Regions from separate parts of the Danio rerio genome. Here region 2 is linked to region 1. A link is a contact called in public Hi-C data. All regions are on one chromosome and are shown on one strand. Each heading gives the region's core, a stretch centred on a gene start, on an enhancer-like site or on the middle of the called end of the contact. The rest is flanking DNA. Distances are from core to core; before and after follow the strand shown. Region 1 has its middle 140 kb from the start of dmxl2. Region 2 holds the start of sema6d (semaphorin 6D).

Evidence for each region. Hi-C and Micro-C count contacts between places; a contact is called where the count stands out from the background.
Region 2: a contact with region 1 is called in a Hi-C map of an unstated tissue, with 3 times the contacts expected there. The contact joins the promoter of sema6d here to the enhancer-like site in region 1. A contact is called at or near these places in 1 of 18 Hi-C or Micro-C datasets (an unstated tissue) and 1 of 4 datasets of contacts at active chromatin or transcription factors (embryo).

What each region holds. Positions count from the first base shown.
Region 1 is chr18:42,858,488-42,864,680 of GRCz12tu, forward strand. No RefSeq gene overlaps it. Among named protein-coding and RNA genes, the nearest start is that of dmxl2, 140 kb to the left of the region's middle. Within about 2 kb of position 2,389, at least 5 of the 62 cell types and tissues checked have an H3K27ac peak or open chromatin away from gene starts, as enhancers often do.
Region 2 is chr18:43,283,282-43,289,638 of GRCz12tu, forward strand. sema6d (semaphorin 6D) reads left to right here and starts at 3,281. Exons shown (of 18, transcript NM_001017682.2): 1 at 3,281-3,329.

The DNA.
Region 1 (6,193 bases), core at 1,139-3,638:
CGACCAATCAACTAACCCACCCTCCTCCTTCCCTAAATCCAACCAATTTTATCGATTGACCCGCCCATTTACTTCCCTAAACCCAACCAATGATTTAAAAAAGCCGTCCAAAAAAAGAAAAGCCCTCGTCTGATTTTTACCACGTTTTCAGATTTTACCACATTCTCACCCTGTTTTTCAGTAGTTCATTTATTAATTTTATTTCCTTGTTTTTGTCTTACCTGATTTCTGGAACTGCTCTTTCCCAAACTTGAACCCCGTCGTCGTTGTGGTCAATTCCTTTCTGCATCTCAAGTTCACCAATGTACACGATGAGCTAAATGGACAAATTAGTTGAGCGGGAAAGCCCTCCACATGGAGGTTAGCAGTCAGCTGGTAATTCGCGGTCTCCAGAAATGTCCATGGGGCTACGTTTTCAGAATGAGCCTGTGTTGTGAAAAATCTAGCCAAGCTCATTCTGAAAACGTAGCCCTAAATACATTTCTGGAGAGTGCAAAACATGTCCCAGGAGCTACGTATTTTGCAGTTTTTGTTTTCGTGAATCCACCAGAGGCTCTGTGTACGCTTCTTGAGATCTCAAATTTCTCTCGCGAGTACCATTCGCACCTTCTCTTCTCACATAAATTCACTCGAGGCCGCTGTCAAGTGACTGACTGAATGACTGACTGATCTACTGACCCACCCTCCTCCTTCCCTAAACCCAACCAATGGTGTTTTTAAAAGCACCGATTGACTGATTCCAGCTGTGGGGGCGTAGTAGCTGAAGGTGGATTCACCCTGCTTTGAATGAATTGGAATTTCTAATTTACTTGATCCTAATAATCTGAGTGATCTGTTTGGTTTGTATTCAGTGAGCATAACTGTAATGAATTTAGGCCCTATGTCATTTAGTGATTTATAGACAAGTAATACTACTTTAAAAGCTATTCTGAATGTAACTGGGAGCCAGTGCAAAGACCTGAGGACAGGTGTGATGTGCTCTGATTTTTTAGTTTGAGTCAGAAACATTCTGGATGAGCTGCAACTGTCTGGATGTCTTTTTGGGAACGCCAGTGAGGAGTCAGTAATCCACCCTACTGGTGATAAACCATTAACAAGTTTCTCTCAAGTCCTCACTGGAAACAAAAGATTCTTGCAATGTTTTTGAGATGATAGTATGCAGATTTTTTTCCAGTGATGAGTTGCGAGTGGAAGGGCATACGCTGAGTAAAACATATGCTGGATAAGTTGGCGGTTCATTCCGCTGTGGTGACCCCAGATTAATAGAGACTAAGCCTAAAAGAAAATGAATGAATGAATGAGTATGCTGATTTAGTTACTGTTTTGACATGACTCCAGAATCACACCAAGGTTCTTGAACTTATTTTTGTTGTTTGACCCCTAGCGTAAAGGTACATAAGATGGAAATCATGGTTGTCACTGTTTGTTTGTGATCTTGCTTAAGTTTTATTTACATCCTTTTTTTTTTGTCATTTAATAAAAGAATGTGTTCTGAAATCGAATACTTTCTTGATTTTGATTAATTGCAATACCATTATGTAATTTCTATATAACATAATTGATTGTGAAAGTAGCCATGTTGGTACTTTTTGCCTACCTGAATTCATTTTCTGATATGATGTGACAATATAACGGCACTTTTAATAAAGACTTTTCAGACTCACATTCATTTATTTCAGCTGAACAGATTTTTTAGTGGCATTTAATGGATATTGCACATAGAAACTCGTATGAAATGCACAGCAAGCTACATAATAGAAATCAACACACAGGCCTGATTTGTTTTGTGAATCATTTAGCTTTACAATGCACAAAGGGAAAAAAAAAAAAAAAAAAAAAAATTAAAAGACTGAAATTGGTCATAACATTTTTTATTCTTTGGATCATTGGATGATGATTTGATGAACTGCCGCCACACAAACACACAGGCACGCACAACCCTTTTAATGAATTATCCTTCTCTGTGATGTTAATTGCACTAATGAAGCTTGGTGAATAGTCCACATTATGCCTAATTTACGTAAAAAGGAGGCGTGTTTGAATTGAAGAGAATGACAGTGACTTGACTCACATTTTGCTCCTGGCTAAATAGAATTCGGTGACTGGGTTGTGAATAAGAAGGGTTTTTTTTTTTACTAAAAGTAGTCAAAATGTTGCCACCCAAGTACAAAAAATATAAATCAGTTGTGTTTGTTTAAATAGTTGTATGATGTCACATTAAACTCCCTCTTACCCGGCTTTCTCTACCCAGATTAAAAGGAAAATAAAGTGTTGCTATTAATATATTCTTTTAAGGGAACTTTGTTCAGCAGAGCATGAATCCTCTCCTTTCAGGCTGCGCTATCCTCCTATTCCAGTTAAATGAGCTGAACATAATGTGCATGAGCGGTAAAAAACATTTGGAAACGTTGGGAAATGTTCCTTCTGCGTCTGAGTGAGGTTTTGCTGAGGTGACCCTAACAAATGTGTCTTTGAGAGGAGTCAAGAGCCAGTTCAATGCTGATGCAGACAGAAAACATTAGACCTGCCCATCAGACCAGGCTCTTACTTTACACAATTATTCTACTTTATTTCTGTGCCAGGGAAATGCGATGTCAAATCCAGCAGGGAAGAGGCTGAATTCCACCCTCCAGCTGGAGGACACAGCGTCTTGCAGACACTGACATTCCCTGATCGGCGCTAGGGAAATGTTCCATCTGAAAGCGTCTGGAGAAAAATGTATTTATCATCTTGACAGCTATCCAACAGCAGTCCCATGGAAAACTCACTTTAGGAATTGTTTGCAGTGCATCATGGTTTGATTTTAAACAAACAAATAAACAAACAAACAAACAAACAAACAAATAAATAAATAAATATTTACCAAACTATGTACAAAGACAAAAGTATACACCTTCCTTTTAGATATTTTCCAAGTAATGTTTAATATGAAAAAGAAGGACAAAAGAATTTCCTATTATATTTTTCTTCTGGAAAAAGTCTTCTTATAATTTGTTTTGTTTGTCTGGGACATTTTTAAAAGTTTAAAAATAGCTATGGTAAATATATATATATATATATATATATATATATATATATATATATATATATATATATATATATATATATATATATATATACATTTTTTTTTTCTCAATACTATTAGGATCAGGTGACTGTGCAGGCCAAGGAATACATTTAATTTCACTTTCATGTTTATCAAACACTCTGTTACCAGTCTTGAATTCTGTATTGATACATTATCATACCCAACACCACCTTCAGAATACAACGTTTGAACCATTGTGTGCACATAGTCCTCTACAATGGTTCAGTAGTCCTTGGTAGTGCCGGCGTGTCAATCTAGCACAAGTGCTGGGCCTAAGGAACGCCATGATATTGTAGCCCAAACCTCACTGATTCACACCCATGATTCACTCTGGGCATGCGCCAATCTGGGTGGTACACTTCCTTGGGGCTTGTCCACACCATAACTTTCAGGATGTAGGAAAGACAGTGAAGACAGTGACTCATTAGAGAAAAATACATGTATTACATTGTCCACAGCCAAATATTTTTGCAAAGGTTTGGCTATAGCAGGCAGGTATATTGACTGCTACAGCCAAACCTTTGGTCACCAATACCAGCAAAAATATATTGGGCTGTGGACAATGTGAAACATTTATTCACAATCTGTTTGGTCACTGTGCAGTATAATTTTTTTCTCACTTAGCTACACAACAAACCGCTGTTGTCAAATGATTTGCCTAATTAAACAAATTTATCTAGTTGTTGTTAGGTTTTTTCTTGACTTAGGAAAAAAAAACTTGGGATTAGAAGGGCTAATAGTTTTGCTCTCAATTGTATGAAAGTCATATATCTTGTTTTACTCGTTCAAACTACTTCATTTAAAATGAGCTGAAGCTACACAATTCTTGAGATTTCATTGGGACAACTTATTTTTTTTAGGTACTGTCCACATAAATTTGTTAAAGGTGTTACGTTAACTTAATCAATTTGTGTTGGGACAACATAAATGAATTGTGTGGAACTCTGCATTTTTTACAGTGTAGTTGGGGTATGATAAATACAGATTTCACTGGAAATAGGTTTGGGGTATAAGGTCAAACAGCATGAAGCTTTATCATATTGTTTAATTTATAGATATTATTGAGGCGGACTGATGCAGTACATTAATAACCATAATATAATACAAACATCCTTTTAGTGTCTTGTTTTGAGCTGTTGTTTTCGTGCCCTTTGAATGAAACCTCCCCTGGCAAACATGCTGTCACGCTTGACTGAATTGCCTTTAATTATGTTCACCTGAGGGCCTGGTGCTAGATTTAATCACTGTGTGGGCTGCACTGCTTTATGTTTATGTTTAGGTAAAAGGGTAAAAAATCATCACAAACATAAACATTCAGATCCGTCTACCGGCACAATGTCATAACAGACGCCTGCAGCTGCAACCCACATTGAGAATCAATTTCAGGAAAAAATAAATAAATAAAAAATACAGAATGCAGTAATGTTTTTCAACTGTTTTGATGTGCTAAATGACAAAAAAAAAGAAAAAAAATGTATTTAGTTTTTTATCAAAATATTAAAATATGGTTCATGTTTCTATTTATTACAGCTGCATTTTTGCTGATAGACCCAAAGTATAAATATTTGAATGTAGATTTTATTTATTGCATGAGAGATTAGAATTCCTATCAATTCAATTCCTTTCAAACTATTAATAATAGTTCCTTTGCTGACACTTTAAAACCCATACATAGCCCACTGTATGTGATGTGGATAGTCTTGTCAACTCAGCTGAAGTAAGAATTTTCCTGAAAAGTCATGAAATTATTCACTATACACACATCATTTGGACAAGATACATGTTTTACCAGAAGATGCCCTTCCTGATGAAATCCAGCCCACTTGTGATCACCCAGTGCTGGAAAATACCCTTACACTTTCCCTTTCACACATTATGGTCAATTTCGTTTATCTAGTTAACCTATATCGCCCTTGGACTATGTCCTTGGTCTGTGGGGAAAACCGAAGCAAACCAGACAAATGCAAACTCCGCAGAGAAAGGTATAATAATAACTATGTTGTAAACTATAGTGTTATTTTTAGTTTATGCCTGTAACCAGCAAATGCCCTCATTGTACTTTAGCACATATGACCAGTGAATCTAGCTCGTGTCATCAATCCAATCAAACAGTTGATTCAGCCATCACAGTCAGGCCATGTACACACATACATTATTATTTTTGTAAACTGAATAGTTTAAAACAACACACACATCCACACATGCACTGTTATAAATAAACAGTTAAAACCTGTGGGCCGGTTAAAATGAATATAAAACTGTATATAAAATGCTGTACCACTGAGTACAGGGTCTTAGTGTAGTGAAATAAAAACAACACAAATTATTGTTTCCCTAGTATTTTTAATCCTTGTATGGTGTTCGGGTCTGTGAGACCCGTTTTCAGTAAAAAAAAAATTAAATTAAAAAATTAAAGAATTATTTTTTCAACCTGAAATTATTTTCCTATTATTTCTGCTTATTTTCGGCTTCTGAAGATGATGTCCATGACCATGGTAAGAAAAATACGAAAAAACAAATCTGTGGGTTTTATTTTTTTTTTTCATAACATTAATAAATAAAAAAAATAAATAAATAAAAAATAAAAAAAACGAGAAGCACATTAATTAATCAATAACTAAAAAAGATAAAGGAGAAAAATTAACCATTTTTGCTGCGCATATGGCTTGTAATTGGGATTAAGTAGACATTTGTTGAGTAATTTAACATAAAATTGTTTGATAGTGTTGATTTGGAAAGCCATAACTCTAGCGGGTCCACCAGACCCATGAACACTGTCTGATTAACCAAAATACGAACACCACACAAAGGTTAAAGGCACTAAGCCGAAAAGAAAATGAATGAATGAAGATATTCAAATAAACTTACACTTAAACTTCTTGTTAGTTCTGGCACATTTTCGTCTGGTTGTGGGGTGTGGTCTCACCTCTCGTTAGCATTACTGTCATCGGGAGACTGTCCTTTCTGAAAAATATTGAAAAGAACACTCGCATCTTCAGATTTGAGCAATCAATGTTTACACAGAAATAAAAACAAATATATTTTGAAGTAGGTTGAAAATCTTTTCTCCCCCAAATTTGCATGCCAATGGCTACCAAGCAGTGT
Region 2 (6,357 bases), core at 2,031-4,530, 430 kb after region 1:
ACTCAACATCAGCTCGACGTAAATGTCTAAAGTCCAACCTAAAATCAACCAAATATTAATGTCTATTGACTTTACAGCCTGACGTGGACGTTACCACTATGACATCTATCAGACGCTGGATTTTGGTTGCCATACCTTACGAATAAATCAGTATTCAACGTCAATATGATGTTGGTTTAAGATGTTGGCCTGATTTTGAATTTTGATCACTTTCTAACACGACCTAAAATCAACCAAATATCGACATCATTTCACGTCTTCATTGGACATCAACATAACATTGTCCTTAGACACTAACTAGACATTGAATTTTGGTCACCTGACATCACAACTTAAATCTACCTTAGTTGTCTTATGACGTTGTGTGCCTGCTGGGCAATAACTAAATTCACTACAGAATGTTACTTTTACACACATCCACAAATTACATGTAAATGCATTAGCTTTTTACAAAATAATACTCACTACTCTTGAGTACTTTAGAAAGGTCTACTCTTTACTCATACTTTGAGTAATATTTACAACAGATACTTTTACTCATACTACATTGTTAGACACGTAATGATACCTTTACTTGAGTATGATTTTTCAGTACAATTTCTACCACTGGCTGATACTATTGGATGTTGTAAACAACAAACAACTTACCTAATAGTTTCTCTTTATTCCTCAAAAGACAATTTAAAAAAGTCTGGAAAAAAACAAACATTCTGAAAAAACATAACTGAGGCCCCGTTTACACTAGTGCGGTTTAGTTTTAAAACGGCGTTTTAGAATGAAAACGATCCGCGTCCACACTCGCGTTTCACCCAGCGTTTCTGAACTGCTCTCCGTCCACACCAAAACGCTGAAAACGCACATCACGTGACCACACACACACTCTCAGGCAAGCGCTGTAGCCAATCTACCCAGATGAGAGCTGTGCTAGTCGGACTTCTCATCAAGCATCTCCCGCTGGATCTAACCTCACTATATTTATTAAACGGAATATTTCTTTCATCTTGTTGTCTTTATTTAACGACATATTCATTGGACATTGGAATCTATTACTTGTTCTCAGGTAACGTGTTTTGGCTAAGCGCAAAGATAAGTTAATGATTAATGTAAGCACGTACATTCTGTATATTGACTGATCGCTTGCCTTTATTTCCTATAATGTATAAACTTATTGTATGTTATACTTATATAATGGCCATTATCGATTAAAACTGATATTCAGCAAAGAGAGGGTGTGTTTCGTATTTTCACTGAAATTGAAAGGAGGCAGTTGTTGTAGGCTCCGTTTTGTTATAAATATGCACACAGTGAAGATGACGCTCATATTTGCAGCACGGCGCCTCAACATTTTTGCTGTCTGTTTAGTTGTTAATATTAAAATGAAAATAGGCAGTTCCTTATATCATGTTTACATTTTATTGTTGAGAAAGTAAAACAACGTAGCCAGGGTGATGTGAATGAAGTTATAAAGTACACTGTTCCCTTTGAAGATTTACCCGTGTCCTCGATATAGTCTGTTTTCCATATCAAACTGAGAAGAAGAGACTGCAGCCATGATCAAACTTGCGAAGTTTTAACTTACACGGAGAAGATGCAGGACTGAACTGTGCGTGTTAGGCTACTTAATATTCAGGAAAAGCCCCAATCAGAGAGGCGAATGTCTGCAGCCCCGCCTCCGTTTTCAAATGTCTCCGTTTTCCATCATCCACACTGAGACGGAGCAGCTGCGTTTCAGAATGAAAATGGCCTCTCCAGCGTTTTCGAAACGCTCCGTTTTCGGCGCTCGAGAACTCCGGCGTAGTGTGGACGGATGGCGTAACCGTAGCAAAACTTATGCGTTTTCAAACTAAAACGCATTAGTGTAAACGGGGCCTGAGATTTCAATTATTAAAAGGAGCTCTGAAGGTGCAACCTTTGAACAATAAAAAGCCCTTTGGGAGATCTTAAAAGGTACAATGTTCACTTTTCAATTTATTTTATGCTCTCTATTTCTCTGTCATGACTTGCTGGTGAATTTATTAAACCCATCTAGGTCAGTGGAACAAATCCTCAAACTGTTACCTGTGCATCCAATTTCTGTCTGTCCATTTACCTGCAGGATGCATTAGCATTTTGAGCCGGACCACCACAGTTATACATGCATTTAATGTTCTAATCGTTATATCTACTCCAATTGCAGCAGAGAGAGAGCTACAGACTGCCGAGAGCAGAGATAATATTGACTTTTAAATGCTTGTGTGCATTTTCACAACATTTATGCACTTATAAGAACCGCAATACTAAATGCTGTTGACTGCAGTGTCTCTGCACAGCTGCCAAATCCTTTAACAATCTGCCACGTTCTTTGTGTTCACTATCAGCTTGGACTTGTTAATGTTCACACTCGTACACAATAAAGCGAACAGTGAATGTGTAACTAATTCACACAGCAGCTTGTGTTAATATTTAATTGATCAACAAACAACTCCAAAATGTATTAATACCACATATACCACAAGCTGGGGTTTTATCTGAGGAGACATGCATATGCCAACAATAAGCTGAGAAAACTTTGATCGCAGCTGCATTTGATGTGCAGCTTATAACCGAATGTTTTCAGTATGTGTCTTTCATTATTGAAAATGTCTCTGAAAGGTTGACGGTGAAAATGCATGGGAGCGCAGTGTCAAAAGAAATTCTGTTCGCTCCTTCCTTTTTTTGCCTCAAGCTGAAAGTCAAGATTTCCTTCCAAAGAGCAGTTCCAAGGAGTGTGGTTCGCTGTCCTCCCTTCCCAAAACAGTTCTGTGGAAAAGATTTAACAAGCAGCTTACTGCTGGGGGAAGGGATTGGGAAGAGAGGGGGGCCCCTCAGGGTCACCAAGATGTGAGGGCCTCTCACTTACACACACACTACAGACTCTGAATGTTTTATTGGTGTGTTAAAAAGTGTTTACATTGCAAAAGCATTAATAAATATTCTATACATATCTTCATATACATAAATATGTACACACATACAGACAATAAAGGTCTCGCACTTTGGCAGGAGAAAAAAAGAAAACAGCCGAGCAAGGGAAAGAAGCCAAAAACCACATCTACTAGCGCTGGAGTGGATAGAGGGAGCAGAGAGAAAAAAGAGAGGGAGAGGGATAGAGAGAGGGAACGGGGAGGGATCAGTTTCTAGGCTAGGCTGTGGTTGGCTCTGCTGATGGATGGACTCGGGATGGATCGAGTTACACCATTTGCCGTGCATTAGTTTGTTTTTCCCCGCTCAGAACGGACAGAGACACTTCAAGCTTGACTCAGAGTTGTTGCGATCCAAATCGCGTAAAGAAAATCACGGATTCAGATGAGGTGAGTTAATTTTGTAGATAAAATGTGACGTTGCGAGCGCGTGAGGTTGAGAAAATGGGGGAAACGAGAAGAAGCGACAGGGAAAAGATTTCCAAAACATCAGAAGTACTCTAGGTGCTGCGCAAAAATAGAACTGGAGCTATTTTTATTCACCCGTTTACACAAATACGGATTGTTTATAAGTGGAGAGGCGCACGCGCGTAAAGTTCTTCATTCTGAAGAGTAGATCTCTTGAGGTAATTACTTAGTTGGTTTTTATTTGGTTTGGGTTGTATTGGTTTGGTTTGGTGAATGACGGGGGGATGGTACTACAGGAGAGGGAGGGTCTTGGTGCTATTTGATCGGTGAGCTTTTGAAGATCACAAAGCTTTATCCCGAGGACGAGCTGGACGAGCCCTTCGGGCTCTGGGAATTGTTTTGCGTGCTTCGGATAAAACAAACACATGGGGATCTTCTGGTTTTATGGACCGAGCTGCACACATGCTGTCTATCTACACTGGATTTAATACCGTGAATCACTTTGGAATATAACCGGGGAGTGTTTTGTAGTCTACATTTGGAGAACATTCAGGTAGGATTTCTGCTTTCCCTTTTACACTTTGTTGTCACTTTGAGTTGACTATAATCTTGATTACAACTTTTTTCTTGTTTTATTTTGTTAGTTTTTTTTTTTTTTTTTTAATTAGACCAAACGTCTGGAGGAAAGTAGTATTGCTTTTAGCATTATTAATGAAAAAAGGCAGTGCATTACTGTCACATCCTGTTGATACAGAGGGTTATTTCTGGGAATTATATATTCCTTTTGTATTGTTGTTTTTTCCAAATTATTATAATAGAAACAAAAATATAAAGTAACAAAATAGGGCAGATATTACGCTGAGACTGAAAAAAATAAGAAAGAAAAAGGAAAATTCCCCGACTATTACAAATAGGCAATAAGCTTACAAAACATTTTAAATTTAAATAAAACAATTCATGATAGGCTACATATATTTAAAGAATATTGTACACCGCTTTCTATTTTAATAGTGTTATTGGAATGTTTTTGTTTAAATTGACAGCACATGTATGCTAGAACATTGTATCCATGAATGCCCCTCAAAATCGGTCCCAGTTAATTTCTGACATTGGATGAAACAGATGCACTTTAGACTCCCACTGTCCCGTAATGATGAGGGATCGAAGTTCGCATTATAATATACAAGGAAGATTTAGTGCCTTAAATTCATCTAACCTTTGCCTGGGAGTTATGTGATCTCATTCAAACTGATAACTTTTAAACAACAATATTTCTGCTGCCTGTATTATGGTCCAACGTGAAGGGAGGGAGTTGCGCTGCTGTTGTTGGAGCCCACGGTCATGCATTAACACAATCAATTTCCCAGCAGAAGCCATTACCGACCCAACACTCCTCTGTTGTCTTTATGCATTTACTGCAACTCAAGAGATTCGTCACAGCTCGGCTCCAGCGTGAACACTTTGATTCACATGCTCCTTCTGAGACGGATTTCGGGTCCGGTTCCGATCTGAGAGAGTATTGTTTGAAGATGTTTTTTTTCTGTTCTTCTTTACTGAATCCGTAACTGTTGAGTGACAGCCGTGATGCGCGTTCATAAACACATGTAGCAAATGAAGCGAAATAAATTAGGCGTTACGTTGAGTGGCAGCCGTCAAAAGAATGAATGAACTAGTGAGTGAAAATGCACAAGCACAATCAAATGTCTTGTTTTTCTCGTGCTGATGCAAAAAAAAGCTAAGGCAAATGTTAACGGCAAAACACGACTTAAAATAAATGTAACAGATTAGCCCATTTAAACGGCGTTCCTTCATTGTCTTTACTTTTTTCATGGATTAAAAACTTAAGTTTAAATTTAGTACATCTGTTTCATGTCCATGGAATAAAATTTATAAACATGTCTTATACCCTCACCCCGCTTTATTTTAATATAGTAGTTCACAAATGTAAACATAATGGGGAACAAATGCATACGCTAAACAACAAAGGCTAATGCTACATGTTTGTGCTGAGCTTTTGGTTACATTGTTATGTCCCCATAAGTACAGTAAACATGAAATCACCTACTTTGTTTGAAGCAGAAAAAGATTTAATTGAGGTAAACTGCTTCATAAACAAACCAAAAAGTGTCTTGATTAAAATTCAAAAAGCAGACAGACATCCTCTCATGATCAACCTAAGGGTCAAACATTGAAAATATAATTTGCTTATGGAAAGCATCTCCAAAAACTGTCACCTTAAACGAAACCACTGTTTATGTAGGCTAATAATAATTTCACCCCATAATTCATTTTTAAGTTGGTTAAATGATGTTAGAACTCACCCGCCTCTACTATCCACTACCCATTACTTGCTGTTTGACCATATGGAAGTTAATGAGAGATGCTGTTATCCTAATGCACGCTTTTGTTAATTTGTGCTTCACAAATGTGTGACATTGAGTTTAAGAGCTCTGTCTGTGTGAAACTATAAACACACAGCGCAAGAGTGTGCAGCCCCCATGCGTCTCCTCTTATCTCTGCTGAACCTGTCAACCCTCTTTCAGAGATGCCTGATAAACATCTACCTCTTCTGAAACCTCACCGTAAAGCAGTTTCAGCACTTTTCATGTGGGTGTGTGAATAAAGTCACTCACAACAGCTGGCCACAATTGTGTCCACTAAACCCACGCCAGTCCTGCTGTCAAGTGTTCAGCCTCGGTCAGGCTTGAGTAACTGATTTAACCTTTTAAAGCATGGAGGTCTCCTCGCTGGCCTGGACTGAACGGACCCCGATCTCACTATTGTTCCTTTAACATCCACACACACACACACCTGCAGGAAGGGGCTTTTGGGGGAATGGGGGCTGGGAGTGGAGCTGCACAGGTTGGGCAGAGATCTGTTTTACAGCTGTGGAGTAACAAGTTGTGACTCCTCAGCTGTAATCCCACTGTAAACAACTTTATGATTTCAGTGCTCTTGTGTGGGAGAGCTCTAATCTCAGCGTGAGTGTCTGAAACCACACATATCACAA